Regions from separate parts of the Columba livia genome. Here region 2 is linked to region 1. Evidence: chromatin contacts called from public Hi-C data. All regions are on one chromosome and are shown on one strand. Each heading gives the region's core, a stretch centred on a gene start, on an enhancer-like site or on the middle of the called end of the contact. The rest is flanking DNA. Distances are from core to core; before and after follow the strand shown.

Region 1 (5,551 bases), core at 1,613-4,112:
GAGCGGGGACAGGAAATGGAGACGTTGCCCGGCGCTCAGAAAAGCGGCCACAATACTTGTACGGTCGTGGATGCTGGTGGGTGCAGGGTCATGGCACATCATGGCACCTTCAGGTGACAGCACCCATCTGTGTGTCTGCAGCAAGGGACATGCGTGTCTGGACACCTTCGGCGCTCGGTCTTGCAACTATAGGGACTCTTCAAACTCCCTTGAACGGTGTGTCCGTTCTTTATACTAACAGCCTACGGAAAGGGAGCACTTTGAATTCTTATTACAGGCTCTCTGATGCAACATTTCTCAATTGTCTGCTTCGTTCTAGTGGTAGAGTAACACGAAATAAGAGGAAGCGTTGAGTGCCAAATGTGTCTCAAGGACTCCACGTAAAGATGGGAAATTCTGTACTTCCAGTGGACACTCCCTTTAATTACAAATTTAACGAACTAATGTAACATACAAGTGATTTACAGGTTCTATGAAGTGCTCTGAAATACAGTTTCTTCTCTGTGTGAGACATTCTAATCGCTTTCCTTATAAGCATAAATGCCATTATCAAGTTCGCTACTGCCCCTCTTCCCCACAACCTTCAAGCTTTTATATGTGACTTTTAGTCAAACAAGCTAAAGCTCACACTGCAGACTGCAGTGAGTCAGCAGCAAGAGATACTAAACCTAAATCTCTAGGCAGCATAGTTTAAGCTGGCTCTCCTGTCATGCTGGAAATGTAATATCTTAGGTAGCTGTACAAAAGCTGTGTGAAACCAGCCTAGCCCTGTGTGATTACTGCCTGCTAGTGGTCGGAGTCTACTTGAACAAGGTTTGGCATCTTTGGGATTTTTTTCTTTAAGTTATGTAGGTGTTTTTCTGAAAATAAAGATCAAGGTCGTTCAGCTCAGTACATCAGGTACAGTTTTGCTGGCAGGCACAGTATTGGCTAATTGCAACACTAACTTGGCTAGATAACAAATGTGAGTACTTCAGCATGCTGCTCAACTCCCGAAAGTACAAATTTCAGGTAAAACAGTAATGTATGCATTTTAATAGGAGCTAAGACTGCATCCACTGTTATAACGAAACTCAGGAGACCAGAACAGAAAGTTTGGTGAAAAACTTAATTCTGCAAATTCTTATTTGATTTAGGTGGTAAGACAGTTATATATCACTTATCAAATAGCCTTACCATTATTTTACAGGCTGTTGCTTACTTACTGAATCACGCTCTGCCGTAGCCCATTTCGCAACTGGTTTTTGTTCATTGTTGGATTCCATTCCTGTTTGTCCAGGTGGGTCGATACAAAGTTGTCTACTTTCTGCCTCAAGTTTTGATAGGCTGGCTAGAAACAAAAGAAACAACAAAATCCATTTGAACAGCTAAAATATCCCAAACCAGTTCTCTGCCAGAGTCCTTCATAGTACATCTTTTGTCATGCACGCTAGTGTCCTGTTGTCTGCGTTCAGAAAGTGGAAGGATAGAGAATAAAGGTAAGCTTGTTTTACCTAAGAACACAACTGGTAGTTGCAAAGAGCAGCTGGTCAGTGTGCTATTATAATAATTTAAATTGCTGGATAGATTGGCTTCAAAATTGTTTGCTCGTGATATTACTTAGTGAGATGCAAACTGCCCGTGCAGACAGGAGTTGTTTAAGCTGGGTTCTTATTGTCTGTAAACTCTCCACCACAGAATCCCTAGGAAACTGCCTGAGTAATATTGTTAGTAACAAAGAACTTAATTATTTGCTTCTGTGATATTAACATGGAAGATAAGAATTATGTGGGTTTTATCAGTGGAAACTTAGTTCCAATGAATAGGAATTAAACTAAAAACCCCATATAAACACATAAGACCATCCAGATCCTGGTATTGTGCAAGGAAAGGACAAGAGGCGGGCAACATTTATATTTCAGAATTTGATATGCACATGGATGACTGAATGAAAGGGTTGGTCACAGAGGTGCGGTGTCTGTCCAGGCAGCATCTGTCTGTCCTGACAAGGCTGCTCTGCCCTATGGCTGCTGGGTGAGGGTAACCTTACAGCTTCAGGAATGGTTTCGCGATACCTGCTGGGGTGACCTAGACCGGCAATTGTAGGTCCCCGAACAGGACTCGCAGAAAGCAGAAAAGCGTGGGAAAGCAAAGCACCTGTGTTTGATTTTGACAGGGCAATTATGAACAACTCAACTTCAACATCGCCAACAAACGCTCAGGATTTCGTGTTGTGGCTGAGGAAGAAAACAGTTTTGAACAATAGTCTGAGAATATCTACTCAAGAAAGGAAGGTTAAATGCTTGCTTTGGAAATGTGGGAATTATGCTCAAGAAGAGCAACGTTGTTATGGAAAACAGTTTTCCTAATAGTGCCTGGGATGGAAAATGAACGTCTGAGCTTGTTCTCTGGCCTGTTTGTCCCCTGGGGCGTCGCTACAAGCCAGGGCCACCTCAGAGCAGCCGGTGTGACAATGGCGGTGGCACCGGGGGCAGGAAACACCCCGGCCCGAGTGAGGGGAGGAGACGGGACGGGACGCGGGGGCCCCTTGGGGCAGCGGGTTCCAGGGACCCGCAGCTCTAGCCCCGTTCGGCAGCGTTACCTTGGTGTCCACGTCAGCCAGGCAGTCCCGGCGGAAACCGTCGAACAGGCCGCGGCTCTTGAGCTGCTCCACGATGATGGCGATGAGCTGCGGGTCGCCGGGCGGCAGCGAGGCCGGGTCGGTGACGCCGGGCCCCGAGCTGGACGCCGCGCCACCCGCGCCCCCTCCCCCGCCCGCTCCGCCGCCCCCGCCCGGGGCGGCCCCGCCGGAGCCGCCGCTCTCGGCCATGGCCCACGGCCCGCGCGCGGGGCCCGCCAGCGGCTGCGCCCCGCTCGCCCGCGGCCCCCGGCCCCGCGACCGGCGGCGCGCGGCCTTCTGCGTCACCCTGGCGCGCTGCATCACGGGGAGGCGAGTTCTCCGCAGGAGGAGCCGTTATGGGCCACGGGCAGCGGGCTGGCTCGGGGAACTACAAGTCCCAGGGTGCACCGCGGCAGCCTGCCCTCCAGGCAGCGTGTGCGCAGCCCCTTCGCAATGTATCTTGGGAATTGTAGTTCGCCCCGGGGGACATGCGGGCCCTGCTGTCCCCGCCAGCAGCGGCGGCTGGGGAAGGGGCTGCCCCGGCGGGCAGGGTGGTGCTGGTGCCTCTCGGAACCAGCCGGGTCGGCCACTGGACGCTGAGCACGCAGCGTGCGGCTCCGTGTGCTCATCCCGAGCAGAGTCAGTCAGGCCTCGGCCCTGCGAGTGCCGCGTTTGGGGCAGAGGCCCCGGGTTCACCTCAGCGCCCCGCAGGCCCCTCCAGACGGGCGGCTTGAGGGCCTGGGATCCCTGTCCCCGTGGGGGAATCTCGGATTCCTCTGACGATTTCTGCCAGGTTGTGACTTGAGTGTGTTTTTCAGTGGTGTAGTGAGGGCAGCAGTTGTGTAAATTGGGGAGAAAATCAATTTGTGTGTGATCATCCTGGGTTTCCACTAGGAACTCGGTTTCGTTTCTCACACCGCTCGCGAAAGGAAGGGCAGCACCAAAGGCCTGTCCTGACACCCATCCCTGCGGCATGAATGAGCCGGGGGACTCCGTTCAAGGTGCTTTCTCTGTTGTGTGTGACCATTGCTGTCATTTATTGCTCTGATCATGTCTGTAAGCCACAAGGTACATATTCTATATATTAGTTTTATTTCCTTCGTAGCCACATTTTAAAGAAGACTTGAACACAGTAGGGTATTTGCATCTTACCTGCAGAAGGACAAGCTGCATGTGGATGTGATCAGCCCTGTGCACTGTATGGCTGCATCCTCACCTTCTTGTGTACTGCCGAATGAGTAAAAAATGGCAACGTTTTGTGTGCAACGCATTGTCCTTCCCTACCTGATTAAAATTCAGCAGCTCTGAGGAGAGGCATAAGCCGTCCCTTCCCATCTGGCAGCTTTGAGGAGAGAAGAGGAGAAAATGGCAGCGTGTTCAGAGCTGAGCTTTACACCGACAAAAGCTTCTGTTACTACATGACAAGGGGTAACAGTTTTAAGCTGAAGAAGGGGAGGTTCAGGCTGGACAGGAGGAAGAATTTTTGGACACTGAGGGTGCCCAGGTTGCCCAGAGAGGTGCTGGATGAGACATCCCAGGCCAGGCTGGACGGGGCTCTGAGCGACCTGAGCTGGTGAAGATGTCCCTGTCATGGCAGGTGTGGCACTGGGGAGCTGGGAAGGTCCCTTCAACACAAACCATCCTGTGATTCCATGACTGTGATCTTGTGCAACTGTCATGTTCTGCAGAGACACGTGAGGCTGTCCAGCTGGAGCAGGAAGGCTGTCTCTGTGGCCAGCTGCCTTGTCACTGTCACAAGTCCGTCTGGGCTATCTCGAAGTTGGGTATAAAACCTCCACAACTCATCCGGTCACTCAGAAGCATCCCTGGAATCACATTTGCCTGACAGCTGCCAGCAGCCCTTTCTCCTCACCACTTGTGCCGCCGTTCGCTGGCATCATAGGGAGATAACCCCGGACAGGAATGCGCTAATCTGGCTGTCCCAACACCCTGCGCCGCCGCGATTCATTGTCACGCGTTATTCGTTTTACACCGGCGCTGATGCCGCACACACCACAGCATCGGCAGGAGACTCTGGAGGCTTCTCGACCAGCACATAAACGTTTTATTTTGACTAGAAAAAAAATCCCCCGGCAGCCTGCACCCCCTCCTTCTGTACATTTTAGGGGACACGGCCCTGGCTCCCCACGGGGGGGCGGGATATGCTGGGGGGGTCCGGGCGGGGCCGAGCGGCTCCAGCAGGGGGCAGCAGCGGGCAGGCGATGCCTGCGGGGCCCGGGGGGAATTCGGCGCTTGGGGAACACGTAGCAACCGGGCCGGGGGAAAGGGGTGTCTGTCCCCACGTCCCCTGTGTAAATCGCGGAGGAGAAGGTGGTTGTTGTGGGGTTTTTAATTTTTGGGTTTTTTGGGTGTCGGGGAAGGGCTCCTGCCGTCTGCAGGGCTGAAGCGCTGGGAGCCAGGAAGCTCCAGGGCAAATGCAGCCGCTCAGCAGGACACAGCACTCGGGAGGATTCGGCCCAGGGTTTACTGAGGACTGCCACAGGTTTAAATTCCTCCCAATTAACAAGTGAGTTAAAGAGGCTTCAGTACCGGTGGTGCAGGAGGGGCAAAGCCTCAGCGCAAATCTCCTGGCCGCAGCACCCAGAGCTGCTTCTTGCTGCAGTTAAATAGAATGATAGAATGTCCCAGCTTAGAAGGGACCCACAAGGATCATCGAGTCCAACTCCTGTCCCTGCATAGGACACCCCACAGCTCACACCGTGTGTCTGAGGACGTTGTCCAGTCTCTTCTTGAACACTGTCAGGTTGGGGCCGTGACACCTCCCTGGGGAGCCTGTTCAGTGTCCAGCACCCTCTGCATGAAGAACCTTCTCCTAATGTCCAACCCGACTTTCCCCGGCGCATCTTCCTGCCATTCCCTCTGGTTCCGAAGTGCTGTCACCGCCCCCAGCTATGGCAGCTTGTTTGGAGCTGCTTTGATGGTGCTGAGGTG
Region 2 (5,551 bases), core at 1,596-4,095, 140 kb after region 1:
TTACTGAAATCCCTGAAAATATTGACAACAGTAATGCAAATGCAGAGTGCTCTTGTGTAGATTGTCAGGGACTTTTTTTTCTCTGAAGTACATAATTCTAGTCGGAATGTTCCTTTAGTTATTTAACGCTTGTTGGTGGCTTGGGGTGTGATTGTGCCGATCCTACCCGGTGAACAGGTGAGATGGGTTCACGTGACAAGAAATAACACTGTTTGAGAACTAGCTTTGAATAATAATTTTCCCTTTGTACATGACCTGCTGAATTTCGGTACAGTGTTTTTGTAGCTAACTTATTTTGTCATGCACATAATGTATATTTGTTATGCACTACTTTTGTATATCTTGTTTTTCCAACAGTGAGCATTTTTAGGCACACTTTTCACTGACGGGATATCTCTTTATGCAATACCTCAATTTTTCATATTGCAAAGAGTAGCTTTTTGTACTTTTATTACTGAGAGATCTTCATATACTTCATTTTTTAATATAAATAATTTTAATAAATTTTATTTTCTTATATTCTGCTTTTTATACATTTCAGTGCTCTGCATACATTTTGAATTATGGATGTTGTGCACTGGCAATGCTATTTTAGAATCTGCAGAGAAAAGAAAGCATGTTGCTTAAACATCTTAGCCCAGCACCAGGTATTTGGTGTACATATAATTTAAGAAATAGTATATGTAAAGTTGAGAATTAAAGAAGAAAAGCATGGAAGTGACAAACGACGCCGTCTTTAGACCCATGAAGTTTAAATGCGTAAATAGAGTGTAGAAATTTACGAGAGAAGAAACATCGAAATTGTCTACCGCTTCTTACCGAGTTTTTAAAAATGATACACAAACGCAGACGTTTTTGGTGAATGTTTAGCCATTTTTAATATTAATACAAAATTGATGTTAGGTGTTTGATGCAGAAACGTTGTCTGCTCTTTTAAATTCTATTTAAAGAGTCAAAGAGAGCCTGCCAGGCGGCGGGCGTGTAATGTTAGTATGCATGACTAATGTAAGAAATCGTTATTCTACTAATATTCACTTGTGATTGTGTGACAAGCGTGTTTACAGATTATTTGGTTACACTTGGATTTACAGGGCATAAACAATTCTAGACGTTACTCCGTACTTCAATAGTGGTTCCACGGGATTGGTAGCCGGGGTGACCGTGGAGCCCCCGCCGCGGCCTGGCTCGCCGGCCCCGCCGCGGCCTGGCTCGCCGGCACCACCGCGGCCTGGCTCGCCGGCACCGCCACGGCCTGGCTCGCCGGCACCGCCGCGGCCTGGCTCGCCGGCCCGGGGCTCTCAGTTGGGTTTGCAACGGGGTTCAGAACGCGCATGTAGTTTTCCTCCCACTCGCATGGCACCGGCCGTGTACTTACAGTGTAGTTACAGAGTAATTACATGGTTCTTTTCGCAATGTAAAATAAGGTGTTTCTGATTATTTTCGATGTAGAGGAGCCCCACCGCCCCGTGCTTTTGGTAGAGTTTGAACTTCTCCATACACAGAGCTCTGCAGAACGCAAATTGAGAACTTGCAGTGAGTGAATTGAGCGTTTTCTAAGGATGCTGTTGGAAAGACTTGATAATTCACCCCTTTTGTTGTTGAAGAATTAAAACCTTCTGTTAAAAGGTGATTTAAAACTTGAATGTGATGAATTGTGGCAAGTTGACTTCAAGTTATGTGCAATACCTATTTCAGACTTCTGGAAGATCTTTGCAGTGTAATTCTTTGTTTTTAATTGAAGACATTTAAAAATGTCATTTTCTACTGTTCTAGTAAATCCTCTTTCTTGCTGGTGTTTCTAAAGAAAAGAATCAGAAATCAATCTTTCTACTAATGTAAATTTGAGATTATTTTTAAAAAAAAAGTGGAATAAAAGGTTTGGGTCATTTGCTTTATTTTATTATCTTATTTTAAAGCTACTGTGATAGCATTGTAAGAATTGGGACAATATTGTATTCAACTGTTTTATTTTTTATATTTTAAAATTTTAAAGTATAATTAGTTTTTATAATTTTCATCAGATTTTTTTGTTATATTTTTTGGAAGTGAAACTTTTAGCAAGTGGGTGTCTAGTTTTTACTAATCCCTAATATGTTTTTCCCCCGATGTATTGCTCATATTATCAGAAGGAAGAGTTATTTAAGTATGTCAGTTAATTGTACTACTTGGCTGAATTTCCATATAGTTTTTACTGTGTATGGGGAGGTTGTAGTATTTATTATAGCATTTTAAATAAGGGTAATTCATTTTTTATTAAAGTCATTTTCACGTTTAAGTTCATATTTTTGTATGTTCTACTCTTAAGTTATATAACACAAGTTACTTTTTTTAAAGAGTTCATTTGTTGAAGTGCTAGTGGAAATTAATGTTATTAAATAGTTTGCAAATGACTATTTATACCAGTATGCATATAATTTTTAAATATTTGTAATGTGAGATGTTGAATGAATAAAACTTTTAACTCAATGTTGCTTCTTAACCTGTTTTTTTTTAAGCTTCCTGTAGGCTCGGGCCCGGTCCTGCGGCCCCGTTGTGGTCCCGGTCCTGCGGCCCCGTTGTGGTCCCGGTCCTGCGGGTCCGGTCCTGCGGCCCCGTTGTGGTCCCCGGTCCTGCGGCCCCGTTGTGGTCCCGGTCCTGCGGCCCCATTGTGGTCCCGGTCCTGCGGCCCCATTGTGGTCCCGGTCCTGCGGCCCCGTTGTGGGCCCGGTCCTGCGGCCCCGGTCCTGCGGCCCCGTTGTGGTCCCGGTCCTGCGGCCCCGTTGTGGTCCTGGTCCTGCGGCCCCGGTCCTGCGGCCCCGTTGTGGTCCTGGTCTTGCGGCCCCGGTCCTGCGGCCCCGTTGTGGGCCCGGTCCTGCGGGTCCGTTGTGGTCCCGGTCCTGCAGCCCCGTTCTGGTCCCGGTCCTGCAGCCCCGTTCCGGTCCCAGCACCAAGGATGGTCCTGCAGGGGGTGCAGGGAGGGTCATAACCACCTGAGGGCTGTTGAGTGCCCTGAACGCTGCGTTAAATCGGTGCCAAATCAGCGCGCGATGCTGCAGAAGTGGGAAGGGTGATGTCTGGAGGACTGTAGAGCTGCTCTTTAAATCAGGCTTTAAGATGAACGCTTTTCACTGCTCGCGTCCTGCTGTTGTCTTCAGAGCACGTTGAATGCCGGCTCCTTAATTTTGTGAATCTGGTGCTTGTTGAGTATTCGTTAGAAGTTGTGTGTAGCTTTGGAAAAGCCTTTCAGCAGCTTCAGCGCTGCCGGTTCTACCTTTTGCTCAGCCTTATGTGGTCCCGGTCCTGCAGCCCCGGTCTGGTCCCGGTCCTGCGGCCCCGTTGTGGTCCCAGCACCAAGGATGGTCCTGCAGGGGGTGCAGGCCCGGCCAAAGGACTGTGGCTGGATCACTTGGCTCTACTTGATACTCTCTGCTGCTAATCCATAGGGACAAAGGTGAAAATGGAGTCAGTTGGGCAGGTGGGTGACAACACCACTGAGACGGGTAACGCACCATGTGCAGCTGGGGCAAAGGGATCACCAGCCTGGGGATGGGGTAGATCCCCACAAGGTGAGACAGACGAGGATTCTTTTGTAATTGTTGCATGGATGTGATCTGATAGAAGGAAAAGGTCTGGCATTTTAAAGAGCTTGGTAGCGTTTAAAATATCTAAACTTGCAGTGTCTTGTGAAGTGTTAACAGCCTTATGAGCTGCCCTTATGACCTCCTATTCAACAGGAATCCTGCGTAAAGGATTCAAGAGTTCTGCATCCTCAGTTACAAGGAATTCCCCAAACTTCCTTGGGTTTCTTGCTTTGTTACAAACCGCAGTGTTTGTTACACTCCAGCGAAGTGTAATTCTGATCGGTCTGGGAGTCGCTCTGGAATTGTGAGTTGGAACATGCCCGTGCACCTTGTGAGAATGAACTGCTGCCCAAAAGAGTCCTGGAGCACGAGCCGACCTGGTCCCATTGCCCTGAGCAGCACTTTGTGTTGGTGTCTGAGCCACTAATCTCTCGTGCCACCAGCTAAGGGACCGTGCTGTACGTGTTAAATAGATGTCGAGTAGCGTTCTTTTCTGTGGGTGCTTCAGGAAATGCAGATGTTGCAGAATTGAGCCGTAATGGGATTAGTTCTGCAAGATGCTAATCACTTCAATTCCCACTGGCTTCAGATGATGCGCGCTTAGGAGCAAATGCCTTTAGAAAATACTTTTTAATAAGAATGAAAAGTTTCACTGGTGACTCCGTGCGTAATCTTCCGATCCCTTAAAATGGCTATTTAAAAATAAACAGAAAATGCTGGTACGCTCTGGATCAGAAATACAGAGGCTGGAGGTGCATTGTCTGCGCAGCGAATCATCGATTGCTTGGCGCTGCAGTTTGTGCTGGTGGAACCGCAGCAGATGGACTGCCCGGCGTTGAGCACGGGGCTCGGCTGGTACGGCGCGTTATCTCTCCGGTCTCTGCCTTGGTCTTGTTAGAAATCGTCATAGTTCAGCCGCTCCCAATGGAATAACAAGTTCTTGACGTTGTTTTCAAGTGCAAATGGTATTTTAGGAAGCATGTGCTTACCAGTGGTTTATCTGATAATGGTTTTAATAAGGGTGATAGATGTGAAATTGGGTCCTGGAGCTTGGTGGTCTGAGTCTCCTGGTGGTTAATGGTTGCACTCAGTGATCTCCAAGGTCTTTTCCAACCCAAGTGATTCAATGCCATAGTGGTGGGATTAGTGATGTCCCACAGGAACAAGGCACTCCCTTCCTGATTTAAATCCAAAATGCTGTAAGCTTAGAGGTGTTTATCAGTTCATAGTGTCTGATTTACAGCACGGGACTTGTATATTCATTCAAAAATTTCCTACCTGAAGGTTGTGAAATACTTTCAACATTTAATAAATGAAATTTTATTACATAAGCAGAGGCTAAAAAATTCAGCTTGACAAGGTGAAATGCCAAAAGTCTGGAGTGTTCACAACTAAAAATAATCACTGATGGTGGTGGCCTTGGCTCATTCTGGACTGCTGAGAAGTAACTTTCTAGGAAAGATGATATAACAAATCCCTTTTGGGTTTCAGTTTGTCCTGAAACTATAACTAAACGCTACAGACAGGCTCTAGAAGATGGGGATGTGCCCGCTGGGTGGAATTTCATGATTTCCACAGTACATGAATCTCAGCTATTTTCTTTCAATGCAAACTCATGGAGCTCTCTCGGCCACCAGCTTTCTCTTGGGTGCTGCTTTGGCTAAATGAGCTGCGACATTCCGCACCAGTGGAGAAACTGTTTGGGCGGAGGTGGATATAAGCCATCTATCGCAGATTTAAAGGGTAAGGTATATTTTAAAGAGACTCCCTTAGCTGTCCGGTTATTGTTGGACAGTTTCTCCTGTCCGTCCCGATTTCCAGCTGCGGTTTATTCAGTGCTGTGAAAGCCGGTCCAGCCGCAGCCCGAACTGCAGGAAATCTGAGACAAGGAACAGCCCCAGAAAGGACAAATGAGGAAAAAACACCGACATCTCTTCCTCTGTGTAAAACAAGCTGATTCAGGCTGTCAGTTTGAAAAACAGCCTGTGGGA

The links. A called contact is a pair of places that touch in the nucleus more often than the background predicts.
Region 2: a Hi-C map of liver shows a contact between it and region 1, with 6 times the contacts expected there. The contact joins the promoter of C14H5orf47 here to the promoter of BOD1 in region 1. A contact is called at or near these places in 2 of 2 Hi-C or Micro-C datasets (crop and liver).

The regions. Positions count from the first base shown.
Region 1 is chr14:2,976,893-2,982,443 of bColLiv1.pat.W.v2, forward strand. BOD1 (biorientation of chromosomes in cell division 1) reads right to left here and starts at 2,863. Exons shown (of 4, transcript XM_065029537.1): 1 at 2,582-2,863; 2 at 1,206-1,330. The coding sequence starts at 2,809. It overlaps LOC110359593 (a long non-coding RNA gene), which reads right to left. Exons shown (of 3, transcript XR_002414881.2): 3 at 3,973-5,551.
Region 2 is chr14:3,120,416-3,125,966 of bColLiv1.pat.W.v2, forward strand. It overlaps C14H5orf47 (chromosome 14 C5orf47 homolog), which reads left to right and starts at 2,846. Exons shown (of 5, transcript XM_013367256.3): 1 at 2,846-5,551. CPEB4 (cytoplasmic polyadenylation element binding protein 4) reads left to right here. Exons shown (of 10, transcript XM_021288926.2): 10 at 1-2,466.